2 separate regions of the Mus musculus genome follow, and region 2 is linked to region 1. A link is a contact called in public Hi-C data. All regions are on one chromosome and are shown on one strand. The core of a region is the stretch at or near the end of the contact, and the rest is flanking DNA. Distances in the headings are between cores, read along the strand shown. Region 1 has its middle 73 kb from the start of Perp. Region 2 overlaps Gm40607 (a long non-coding RNA gene).

What was found. A called contact is a pair of places that touch in the nucleus more often than the background predicts.
Region 2: a contact with region 1 is called in a Hi-C map of double positive thymocytes, with 3 times the contacts expected there. The contact joins two enhancer-like sites. A contact is called at or near these places in 1 of 15 datasets of contacts at CTCF or cohesin (large pre-B cells), 63 of 484 Hi-C or Micro-C datasets (the AML12 cell line, B cells, the Ba/F3 cell line and 31 more), 4 of 115 datasets of contacts at active chromatin or transcription factors (the HPC-7 cell line, T-cell acute lymphoblastic leukemia, Th17 cells and 1 more) and 1 of 9 other capture datasets (embryonic stem cells).

The regions. Positions count from the first base shown.
Region 1 is chr10:18,914,684-18,920,620 of GRCm38.p6, reverse strand. No RefSeq gene overlaps it. Among named protein-coding and RNA genes, the nearest start is that of Perp, 73 kb to the right of the region's middle. Within about 2 kb of position 3,405, at least 53 of the 459 cell types and tissues checked have an H3K27ac peak or open chromatin away from gene starts, as enhancers often do. A contact at or near this core is called in CD8 T cells, the HPC-7 cell line, the P5424 cell line and 3 more, where this site is marked.
Region 2 is chr10:19,237,087-19,242,805 of GRCm38.p6, reverse strand. It overlaps Gm40607 (a long non-coding RNA gene), which reads left to right. Exons shown (of 3, transcript XR_871478.1): 2 at 1-141. Among named protein-coding and RNA genes, the nearest start is that of Gm40607, 3.6 kb to the left of the region's middle. Within about 2 kb of position 2,600, at least 14 of the 459 cell types and tissues checked have an H3K27ac peak or open chromatin away from gene starts, as enhancers often do. A contact at or near this core is called in CD8 T cells, the HPC-7 cell line, the P5424 cell line and 3 more, where this site is marked.

The DNA of each region.
Region 1 (5,937 bases), core at 2,156-4,655:
GCATATGCCATATGCACATTCTCTCTCTCTCTCTCTCTCTCTCTCTCTCTGTCTCTCTCTCTCTCTCTCTCTCTCTCTCTAACACACACACAATTTGTTGTTGCTTGTCACATACCAGGACAATGTGAAAAAAAATAAAATAAAATAAACCAAAGAGAAAACAAAAACAATATTGGCAAGCTTTCACAAATTCAAAAACAATCAACATCAGCCCCAATATTGAACAGCAGTGATGGGCAGTTTAAAGCACAGAATACAGAAAATGTCTAAACAATAGAAGACAGGGATAACAGGAAGGGATCAGCAAGGAAAAGCTGCCATGCAAGTCTGACAACCCGAGTTTGGATGCCTAGACTATCTGGGTATAAAAGCACATGCAGTGGCGTATGCCTGTAGTCACAGCAGTCACATGGCAAGAGACAAGGATGCCCTTATATTCATGGCAATCCTCTGTTCTTAACTTTGTCTGGAATTACAGGTGTATACCACCATGACCAGGCTGTCTCATCTTCACAGGGCTATTAGAGAAATCATACAATTGTGTTAGCAGATACATTTCTCAAATATGTTTTTATATTTAAGATTGGAAATTATTCTGTTCGTGGGAGTTAATCAGAAAATCCAAGCAAGAGAGAGGAGAGTAAATGAACAGGATATGATATGAATTTGGGTAGAGTAGAGAACTCAAATCTCATTAATGTCAGCAGCATGTCTTTGATTGTGACAAAGAACTGAGATATAAAGATTAAGACTATGTTGCCACTTCTAGTTCAAGAATACTCAGAAATCCAAATCTCTCCCCCCTCCCAAGATTTCTCAATTTTTAAAAATAACAATTGAATAAGATCCATACTGTTGACCTGTTAGATTATGATACCTGCCCTCTGGTACTAATCTCCCTTTATAACCTGATGACTTCCTTGTCTTGGGATGGGCTCCTCACCCTAGATCTCCATATGTGTCTTAGTATAATAAATTACAGGTAGACAATCTGTTATTCCCCATACTTATAGAGGCTAGAAAGTCCAATATATGTATGTCCCAGGCGACACAAATTTTCATGAGAGTCTGTCTCCTCATGTTTCTAGATAGCTGACTTCTTAGAAGGATATTGTCACACAATGGAGAAAAGGGAGAGTAAGCTAGCTCTCTCATAAGAGCAGTAGTCCCATTGCAGAGGTTCTGCCATCCTGACACACTTAAGTTCCAAAGGCAGTACATCCCAGTTCCTAACACCATCTTATTAGGACCGTGGTTCCACAATGTGAATTCAAAAAGGAAGAAACATAAACAGGTCGTCCATTGCACTATTCTACAATCCCACTACTCCTCAAAGGGTAGCCCCATTCCCACCTCTCCATCCCATCTTCCTAGCCCTTATCTCATCCCAAAAAAATATCATACATTCCTGTCTGAGGCAGAGTTTCTTGCAACCTCTATGACTTTTAAGTTGCATCAACCATGTTTTTGACATTATATTCCTTTCCTATGTCCATGCCCAACTCAACAGTAAGATGTGTAAGAGTTCATGTCCAGAGATAGAACATGATCAGAGTTTTAATCTGCTCTTCCACTCTGACTATAAATAGAATTCTGAGGTAGTAATTACACTCTTCTCAGTCTCATTATCTTCATCTGAAATGCAAATGATATATCTGCATAGAGATGTTGTATGCTTATATAACACGAGTAGAAATGTACAAAAAAATGTATCTGGTACCCAATAAAGCTTCAATCAGCATTAGTTGGTTTTCTCTATATAAATACTTTTATTACCTGTGTGCCTTAGCATATCATGTGCCACTTTCTGCTTAACACAATATTTATAATGATATATTTGGTTGCTTTTATTTCATATAGAGAACATTATCCTAGCCATAAGAAACACATTTTGTGAATGGCTTTAATACTTGCAAATCTCTACTGGATATTTGAGCATACATTTCTCTTTTGATTCAGAAAGAATTTTTCCCAAGAGAAGAAAAGCAAGAAAGCAGAGCCTTTATAATGTCTTTCATCCCTATAATTAGAGTCTTTCTAGAGCAGAGGTTCCAAAACAGGGAAGGTAGCAAATCTCCTGCCCAGGCAACACTTGTCAATGTCTAGAGATGCTTTTGGATGCCATAAACTAGGTAGGGGTGTATTATTGGCATCCAGCAAGTGGCAGCCAGAAGGCTACTAACTATGCTATAATGGAAAGAGTACACAAAGAATTATCCAATCCAAGATGTCGTTACTGTAGAGGTAGAAAGCCCTACTCAAAGAAGCCTCAATGCCCAAGCCTATCACCACTATGTGAGATCTGTCCCATCTTACACTCTCGAGACATACTAGTTAGTTAGGAAAGAGAGAGTAGTTGAAGAAGTTGAAGAATGGTCTTGGGTAGTGGTTGTGGTCCGTGGAGAGTCAGAGACAGATCCCGAGAATCCCTCTCAGGTCATGAGCTTCTTGGCTCAAAGCTCCTTCTCCTTTCCTCTTTATTACATGGATGCATCCCTGTTGGTGTGTGTCTTTCCTCTTTATTACATGGATGCATCCCTGTTGGTGTGTGTCTTTCCTCTTTATTACATGGATACATCACTGTTGGTATGTGTCTTTCCTCTTTATTACATGGATACATCCCTGTTGGTGTGTGTCTTTCCTCTTTATTACATGGATGCATCCCTGTTGGTGTGTGTCTTTCCTCTTTATTACATGGATGCATCCCTGTTGGTGTGTGTCTTTCCTCTTTATTACATGGATGCATCCCTGTTGGTGTGTGTCTTTCCTCTTTATTACATGGATGCATCCCTGTTGGTATGTGTCTGAATACTTTCTGCTGTCTTGAGTCACTTCCCTTACTTGCATGTCCAACCATGGAATCCAGTGTGCATGACCTCCTTGAAGAACACTGATTAAAATAAGTTTCAAATACAAATGGAGAATTCAGGTAACTCGAGCCTTAAAGAAAAGAAAACATGTTGAAAATGTAAACTCATTCTTGTAGTTTCCCAAGGAGACAGCTGCTTTTAGAAGAAGGTCAAGAGTCTATCTTGTACTCACTCACACATGTAGGCTGTGAATGCCTGTGGTTATAGCACCGTTTCCTCCCTCGGAACTTTCCTACATCAGCAGCCCGCCCGTTGTCGTTTGTGATGAACTGTCATCTAGTTGGATATGCTTCTTTTTTTTCTTTTTTCTTTTAGTTTCTTTTTAAATCTTCTCCCTCCCACGTTTCCTTCAGCTTACTTCTTTCCTTCTGTTTCTTACTTCTCTGTGTTATTCCTCATTTCATTCCAATTTTAGGAACAAGAAGAAAAATGTTCACTATGGGTGATGTCTACCTCTCTGTGTACACTTTGGAGGTGTGGGGGTGGTGTGCAGGGGCTGGAAGGTGGGGGGAGGGGAGTAGTGTTTCTTTTAAAAATCATATGCTGCCATCTGGTGGTCAATTTATATACTCAACCAAATAGCTGGGTTCAGACTGTTTCAAGTGTCTGACAGTGAACTGGGTCCTGCTTGACTATAGGCGAGCAATAATTGATATTGTCTCTCTTCATGGTTAAAGTCCCAGTGTTCAAAGCTACTCCTTCCCCTTAAGATTTTTATTTCTCTCAGGCAGATGGAATAGTTTGTTCCCAAATTGAATACAGAAAAATCTGAGCCTAAAACAAATCTTTGTTGTAAGTTCACAGCCTGTAAACTCTTCCATAGGATTTGTGGATTCCTGAATCTCCCTTTCAGCTCGCCCTGATTAATTTTAAATTTACTGGACTAGCAAAAGGGGGCATGGAACTGGCTGTTGGCAATGCTGGTGATTGGATGAACACTGTACCACTATACTATACCCCTAACCCTCAGAGAGAGATTTTAAAGGTAAAAGTAAAATATACTTGATATAATGGTACAGATACATATTTTTTCTATAGCAAGGAACTTTTCCCACAGAGAGAGAGAGAGAAAGACAGATAGAGACAGAGACAAAGAGGGGGAGAGAAAGACAGAGAGGGAGAAAGGAGGGAGAGGGAGGGAGGGAGGGAGGGAGGGAGGGAGGGAGGGAGGGAGGGAGGGAGAGAGGGAGGGAGAGAGACTATGAACAATGATACTACTCCCCAAAGCAACTCAGAGGACCTTGAAAACCATTTTTCATTCCACAACCCATCAGCAAATCCACTGTGTCTCTTAATCCTTTTTAAATCCTCCTCCATCCTGTCTTCCTTTTCCTCTTATTTGGTACAACCGTACACCAGGTTCTCCCTCTCCCTTTTTTTCATCCTCTCCCTCCAGAGACACTGTGTGTGTCTCTGCATTTTTATTTACCTGTCTGTCTGTCTCTGCCTCACCCCAGAAAGTAGATCCAGTTGTTCTAACAAGGGGCTAGAGACTGACTGGAGTGCGAGAAGTGGAGAGGAGATGCTGTCTCTGGAGATGGCATCAGATGGACAGGGCTTTCACTCAAGTGTAGCCTCTACTTCCTTTGCTTCGTTTTTAGTGTGAATTTACAGAATTGCTTTGATTGAAAACTGAATGGCAAATCCTCTAAGACGGTGGCTTTAGGTCATCCAAGAACAGGATGTTGTAGCCTAAAGGAGAATCTCAACAAAAAGCCCTGTGAAGAGTGAGCTATGGTGACCGAAATCCCTATGAACACTGAACTACAATGACTGAGGTCCCCACAGACAGTGAACTATAGTGACCAAGGCCCTTGTGAACAGTAAGCTATCGTGACTGAGGTCCCTATGAGCAGTGAACTATGGCAGCAGAGGGCCCTGTGAAGTGTGAGCTGTGATGACCGAGGTTCCTATGGTGACATAGTTCTCTGTGAATGTGAGCTATGAAGACCGAAGTCCTTATGGACAACAAGCTACAATGACTGAAGTCTTCATCGGTACCACTCTCTAGTTTCCCCTCAATGAAGTGTCATGTGCTGGAATCGGAGGCACCCGGAAAAGTGGCGTCCATCTTGTCACTGAAGTTATATTCAGGCTTGGGAATATTCAGGTTCAGAAACGGCACGTTCTGGCCTTGTTTCCATGATCACTGATGACTATGTTGGGAATATATGAGAAGGAACAGAAACAAGGCTGTCAAGCATCAGGGAGACCTGCCTAGAAGTCACCTCCATCATCAACCTTGAGTTCTAACCTCCTGGATCTTGCTGCTAGCCATCTCTTACAATTGAGTAGTTGGCCTGCAGAAAATTTCCAAATGAAGCCTACAACTAGACTAGACATAGTTGTGCAAAAAAAGAATTTACCTAACTAGGGTTGACTACTTACTATTTCCTAGAAAGATTTTACAAGGCTGGGGCTTGGTTGGCATCAGGGAACTTGGATTTCAGAACCTTTCATTTACAGAAATGAACTGTCTCTATGTGTCTAAACTCAGGTTTTTTTCTTTTGACTTAATTAAATTATTTACTCACTTTACATCCTGATTGCAACCCCTCCTTCATCTCTTCTCAGTCCCACCCTTACAAATCCCAACCCCCATCAGTCCCTCCCCTTCTCCTCAGAGAAGGGGAAGCCCCCTTGGTACCACCCTGTCCTGGGACATCTAGTCCCAGCAGAACTCAGCATATCCTCTCCTACTGAGGCCCAACCAAGCAGCCCAGTTAGAGGGAGGGGCAACGGCAGGCAACAAAGTCAGAGACTGCCCTCCCTCTCCAATGCTTAGGGAACACACATGAGCATGAAACAGCACATCTACTACAAATGCACAGCGGACCCAAGTCCAACCCCTGCATGCCTTTTGGTTGGTGATCAGTCTCTTTGAGCCCCCGCGGGCCCAAGTTAGTTGACTCTATAGGTCTTCTTATGGTGTCCTTGACTCCTTCGGCTCTCTCAATTCTATCCCTCACTCTTCCACATGACTTCCTGAGATCTGCCTGATGCTTGACTGTGGGTTTTTGCATCTGTTCTTATTACCTGCTGGATGAAGCATTTCAGGAAACAGTTA
Region 2 (5,719 bases), core at 1,351-3,850, 320 kb before region 1:
CAGGAGGATTAAATGTGTTTCTCTCAGTGATGGGCCTGGAACTGCAGCTGACGCATGCGTATGGTAACCATGGAGCTGCCTACACCAGTGGTCAACAGAACACCTCAGGTGAGCAACCTGGAAAGCTGATCTGAAACACAGGTAAGACTTTGCTTCGTGTTTTAAGAGCAAATTGTGATGAGCATTGTCTCATTAAATCTTAACAAAGGCTGGGCTTCATTCCACCACATGAGCACGAGCCCATTCTTGCCTGAATTTTATAAATGAGACAAAACAAAACAAATAAAACAGATGTGTTACCAAGGACACACACACACACACACACACACACACACACACACACACACACCTGTTCCCTATAATGGCAAGTACCTTGGGAGTATCAGATTCATTCTTTATGTAGTAACAATGACTGTCCTGCCCTAGGCATAGAAATGGAAGAGGAAGCCTTAAATAGAAAGGAATGATGGGGGTGGAGTACACTACACAAATAAATAAAACAAAAGTCATCTGCTATTGATCCATGGAGTTTCGTGAGTATAACATATCACCTATATCTGTTTTTGTTTTTTTTGTTTTTTGTTTTTTTGTTATTGTTGCTAATACAGTAGGAGTTAAGCTTTGGGTAGATTTTTAAGATCAATTGGACTAGCACCACATCAGGGGAAACAAAAAACCAGAAAGGGTAGAACAAAAATGGTAGGACAAATATGGCATTTTCTGTGTTGTATATACCCCTGATGGCTTCCTAGGCAATCCTTCAGCCACAGTGCAGGAGCATCGCCCACACACAGGCAAGGTTTCATTTTCTGTGTTTCTTCAGCTGAATCCTAAACCAGTTAATTCCACTTCTGTACCATGTGAAAAATACCAGGAAACATATTTTTAGGGGGACCAATCTTATCATTTGCCTAATAATTCTGAAACGAATACCCATGAGGGACAGTGTTAGAAGGCAGGCTCAGATGCACACACGCAGGCAGAGATAGACTTTCATGCTGTCACACAGCAGAAGGAAACGGAAGGCTGGTTGCTTTGTAACAGCAGTCAACTGTTGTCTCCTAACAAAGGCTAAAAAACAATGTTAAAATGACTGTTGGAGCAGTCCTGTGACATTGCTATTCAGATCTACAGCCTAGGGTACAATGCAGTGCTTCTTACCCTGTGTATCACAACCCCCCAAAGACCACCGGAAAACACAGATATTTACATTACAATTCATAACAGCAGCAAAATTATGGTTATGAAATAGCAATGAAAATAATGTTATGGCTGGAGGAACCATAATACATGAGGAAGAGTATTAAAGGGTTGTGGCACTAGGAAGGCTGAGAATCACTGAGTTTTGACATTAGGGTTTCCACCTTCAATATCCCTCTACATCGTTGTACAGCTGCATAGCACATATGAAACAAACACATGTACATATAATGGAAACATGTTTTCTGTAGGTGCCCTGCTTTTTCTTGGTTCACAGCACGTGGCGGCTCAAGTCTTTATGGAAATGGTTCCACATCAAATCCACACAGTGAATGTGCAGTGTATTCAAAGCTGTCTAGGCGATGTCTCTTTCTCTTAAGCTTGCTTTTGCCCCTCCCAGCCTCTCCTTCCTGCAGACTGCTTGCTCCATCCTGAAGGACCTGGCATCCAGACGCTAGAAATGATTGTTCTCTACAATGCTAAACACAACCCACATGCCTACCTAGGCTTCCTCTACCTAAAATTCCCACTCATTTGTTGTATTTCTGTTCTACTGATTGCTACCATCAAAATCCCTTGAGTTTCATCTCAAACCTGCCTCAGTCTTCCCAGACACCAAGAGGCAGTGCTTTCTTCTAATGCATGCACCATTGAACTACATACTATTGAACATTTGAGACAGTTTACCACACTGACTCTTTGGCTCCTGTTTTCTCCTCAGACTATGAAGAGTCACCCATCAAATATGCCACAGTAAAGATGGGGACTAAGCCAAGTTGTATTCTGGCGCTACCTAGAAACTACTCTAACTATATTTTCTATAACTTACAAATACATCAAGGGCACGTTTCTTTCTTCCAGTCCTTAAGGCTATAGGGTAGACATGTTTTACCCATGTGTGTGTAGGCATTTTAAGCAAGCATCGAACACACCACCTGCATTTTCACCCTTAGCTTTTATTCTTTATGCTTCTTGTCACCAGCGCATTCCCATGTAGGGTCTGGAGTGTCTGGGGCCCAGGCAGGTCCTGGCATGGCCTTCGGACCCAAAGCCTCTATTAAATAAATAGGTAAACAGAGGCTGTAAAGAACAGGTCCAGTTGAAAGTGGTCTGAATTCTTTACTCTCTCCCTCCAGGAAGCAATTTTGCAGCACTTAATTCAGAGTCCACACCCAGCAAGTGCTTAAACACGTTTTCTTACAGCCATTTCACCTCATTTTATTCCAATAAGGAGGTTTAAAAAGCCATCTCCTTCCCTTCGTCCCTCCACCTCTGCCCTTTCCGTTCCTGTCTTTAATGAGTTTTTAGTGTTTTAGTTAACATTGCAAACCTGATAGTGACACAGAGTCTGAACAGAACAAGCAGAGTGGCTTAGAGGGTGCGGTGCGTGGTTTCTGTTTTGTTAGCTCATACTGCCCTCTTCTGGTCACTGAGCAGATTTAAAACTTGGCTGGGTAGAAAAAACAAAAAACAACCAACACCCCTCCTCTAAACTAAAAAACCAACCTAACTAACTAACTAACTAACTAACTAACTAACTAATTAAAACCATGAAGAAAACTGTGCAAAGAATAAGTGACAGTGTACAGGGAAATAAAATCTTTCCATATGAATAACCATGACATGAAAATATGCAACACCACTGCCTATGTGTGACTAAGTAACATTTTTTGTTGTTGTTGTTATTCTTAAAATCCAAAATACTGCTGTCTTCTCATTTTTGTCTCTTTGTCATTTTTACGTGGGTAAATTCATGCAATCTGTTGAGAAGAACGTCACTGGAATGGCTTAGGGGTTCTCTTCCTTGTTCCAGCTCCCCTGAAAGCTTGTGGGGATAGGGCAGTTTGCTCTGTAACCAGCGGTGTGGTGTCTTGCCTGGGCTCATTAGTTAGGTGAACAGGGTCCAGGAGCCTTCTCAGCTCTCAGCTGTACTTCATCTGCTTGCGGCTGGAGCGATACCTGCTCTGCCTTCCTTATCAAGGATAACAGAAATAGAATGAAGACACAGCCTATGATGTTTATCTACAAATAAACGCACTGTTGTTATTTTTAATTAGTGTGTGTGTGTGCGTGCACGTGTGCATGTCTGAGTGTGTGTATGTGTGTGTGTGCGTGCACGTGTGCGTGTCTGAGTGTGTGTGTGTGTGTGTGTGTGCGTGCACGTGTGCGTGTCTGAGTGTGTGTGTGTGCGTGCACGTGTGCATGTCTGAGTGTGTGTGTGTGTGTCTGAGTGTGTGTGTGTGTGTATGTATGTGTGTGTGTGTGTGTGTGTATGTGTGCGTGCACGTGTGCGTGTCTGTGTGTGTGTGTGTGTGTGTGTGTATGTGTGTGTGTGTGTGTGTGTGTGTGTGTGTGTGTGTGTGTGTGTGTGTAGGTCAGAGAACACCTTGCAAGCATCAGTTCCCTCCTGATATTTGACATTAGGGATATTGAAGGTGGAAACCCTAATGTCAAAACTCATTGATTCTCAGCCTTGCTACTGCCACAACCCTTTAATACTGTTCCTCACGTATTATGGTTCCCCCAGCCATAACCCCCATGTGGGTTCTGTAAATCTAACTTGGGTCATCAGGCTTAGTGGACACCTTTACCCACTGAGCAATTAGTTTGCCCAAGAAGACATTTGCAATACGGATTTTAGGTGTTATAGTTCCCAGTGAAGTTCAGCTTCATTAAAAACCAAACCAAACCAAACCAAAAAAAGAAAAAATCCTTGCTATTTTAAGATAATGAAAGTATGTTGATAGCTATAGATCTAAAACGACAAAATTTCAGCCTTTCCTTTCCTGGAACTCTTTAGGAGAACAAAGACAAATGACTTTCCTGAACGATTTCCAACACAATCTTAGGGAAAGACAGGGTGTTTCCTTAATACTCAGAGAACACTGAAAGCCCAAGAATACTGTTGTAAACACAGACTTAGTGTTGTATTTAATGATAGCTTGTAGTCATCTGATAGATTTTGTATCTTTAAAAGAAAAACAAAACCTCACTGCTGACTGACTGTACACTATGGCTGTGCAGAATGGAGTAACGCACCTTAGCACTGCATGCCCACAGAAGAATCCTGTGCATCATTCGATCTAGCAAGGACAGAAACTGAGGCTTAGGAAAGTTGAAAAGCTTGCCCACGGTTATATGATTATTAAATGGTAGGATCTAAGCTAAAGCTGGCTTGGCCCAACGTCTTTGTGCCAGCAAAGGTACTTGCCACCAAGCCCGAGGACCTGAATTCAGACCCTGGGACCCACATGGTGGAAAGAGAGAACTTAATTCCAGCAAGTCATCCTCTGGCCTCCACACATGCTTCCTGGCAAGTGAACACACACACACACACACACACACACACACACACACACACACTCATACACACACAAATAATTAAATAATAAAAATGTCAAAAGGAAAGGTGAAACCTTGGAGTCAAACAACTGCTTGATTTTGATTGATCTCTATTTGTCTATGCTAAATCTGTCGCGCCTACACTTTACATTGTGTCTGTTAGCTTATGGGAAATGAAATGCTCTTACCAAATAAACCGGGGAAATGTATATTCTGTTTATAAATTTGAAAGCGATATGGCGTTTTCACTTTTGTCTTTTAAGTGATGTAAACTTATCTAAGAATGTTTTTCAAAATGAGGAATAAAGAATTGAAGAGCAATGAGCTCACACAATCATGTGATGTTTGAAGAAGCTCAGGTCTTGGGCTGCTTTCTCTAAAGGATGCATACGCTATCCTTGATCTAAAGCTGACGTGATATATAAACATAACGTTGAACTAGTAAAGAACATATGTTTAAGAAACTTCACGTGTGCTATGTCTTCATGTGACATAAACAGTGACTTCAGATACCTTGGTTAGGGCCATTGCCTAGCCACAGCAGGACCTTGATACCTCTATATTGCAACAGTGTTGACCAGACTAAGGAGCTGGGGCCCTGGCCAGTTCAAAAATCTATCCATAGTCTCCCATTCTTCATCCACCACCTTCTCAGAAGGGCGTTCTGGATACCAGTCTGAGGCTGAGGCTGACATTACCTCTGAGGTTCAGGATCCTGACAGGGTATCAGACTCTGCAGTTTCTTCTTGTAAACCATCCTCAAAGTCTTCTACTTCACAAATTCAATATTCTTCTCACCCTCAACGTTCAAAAGAGCCAATAACCCCATCTACTGTAAATCTGAGTTGCAATCGGATCTTTAGAAGGTAAACACATCATTCTAGAACGCACTATTCATCGCTTACAATGCCTTGTAGCAGCCTCCCAGGAGGTCTCGTTTTCTCACTCCATCCCAATACACTGGGCATTGATAGGAATACAGAGATGAAAGGAAGTAGGAAGAAGTGGAGGGGAGGGGAGGGAGAGAATGGCAGACTGAACTGAAACCATTCACGAAGACAATCTAGTCAAAGGCAAGCTCAAGAGAAGTATATCTCTGTGGAAATCATCAGTGTTCAGAGCTGAGTAAGACTTGGCGGAAATGCTAAATACAACATGTACTTATGCTACTGAACAT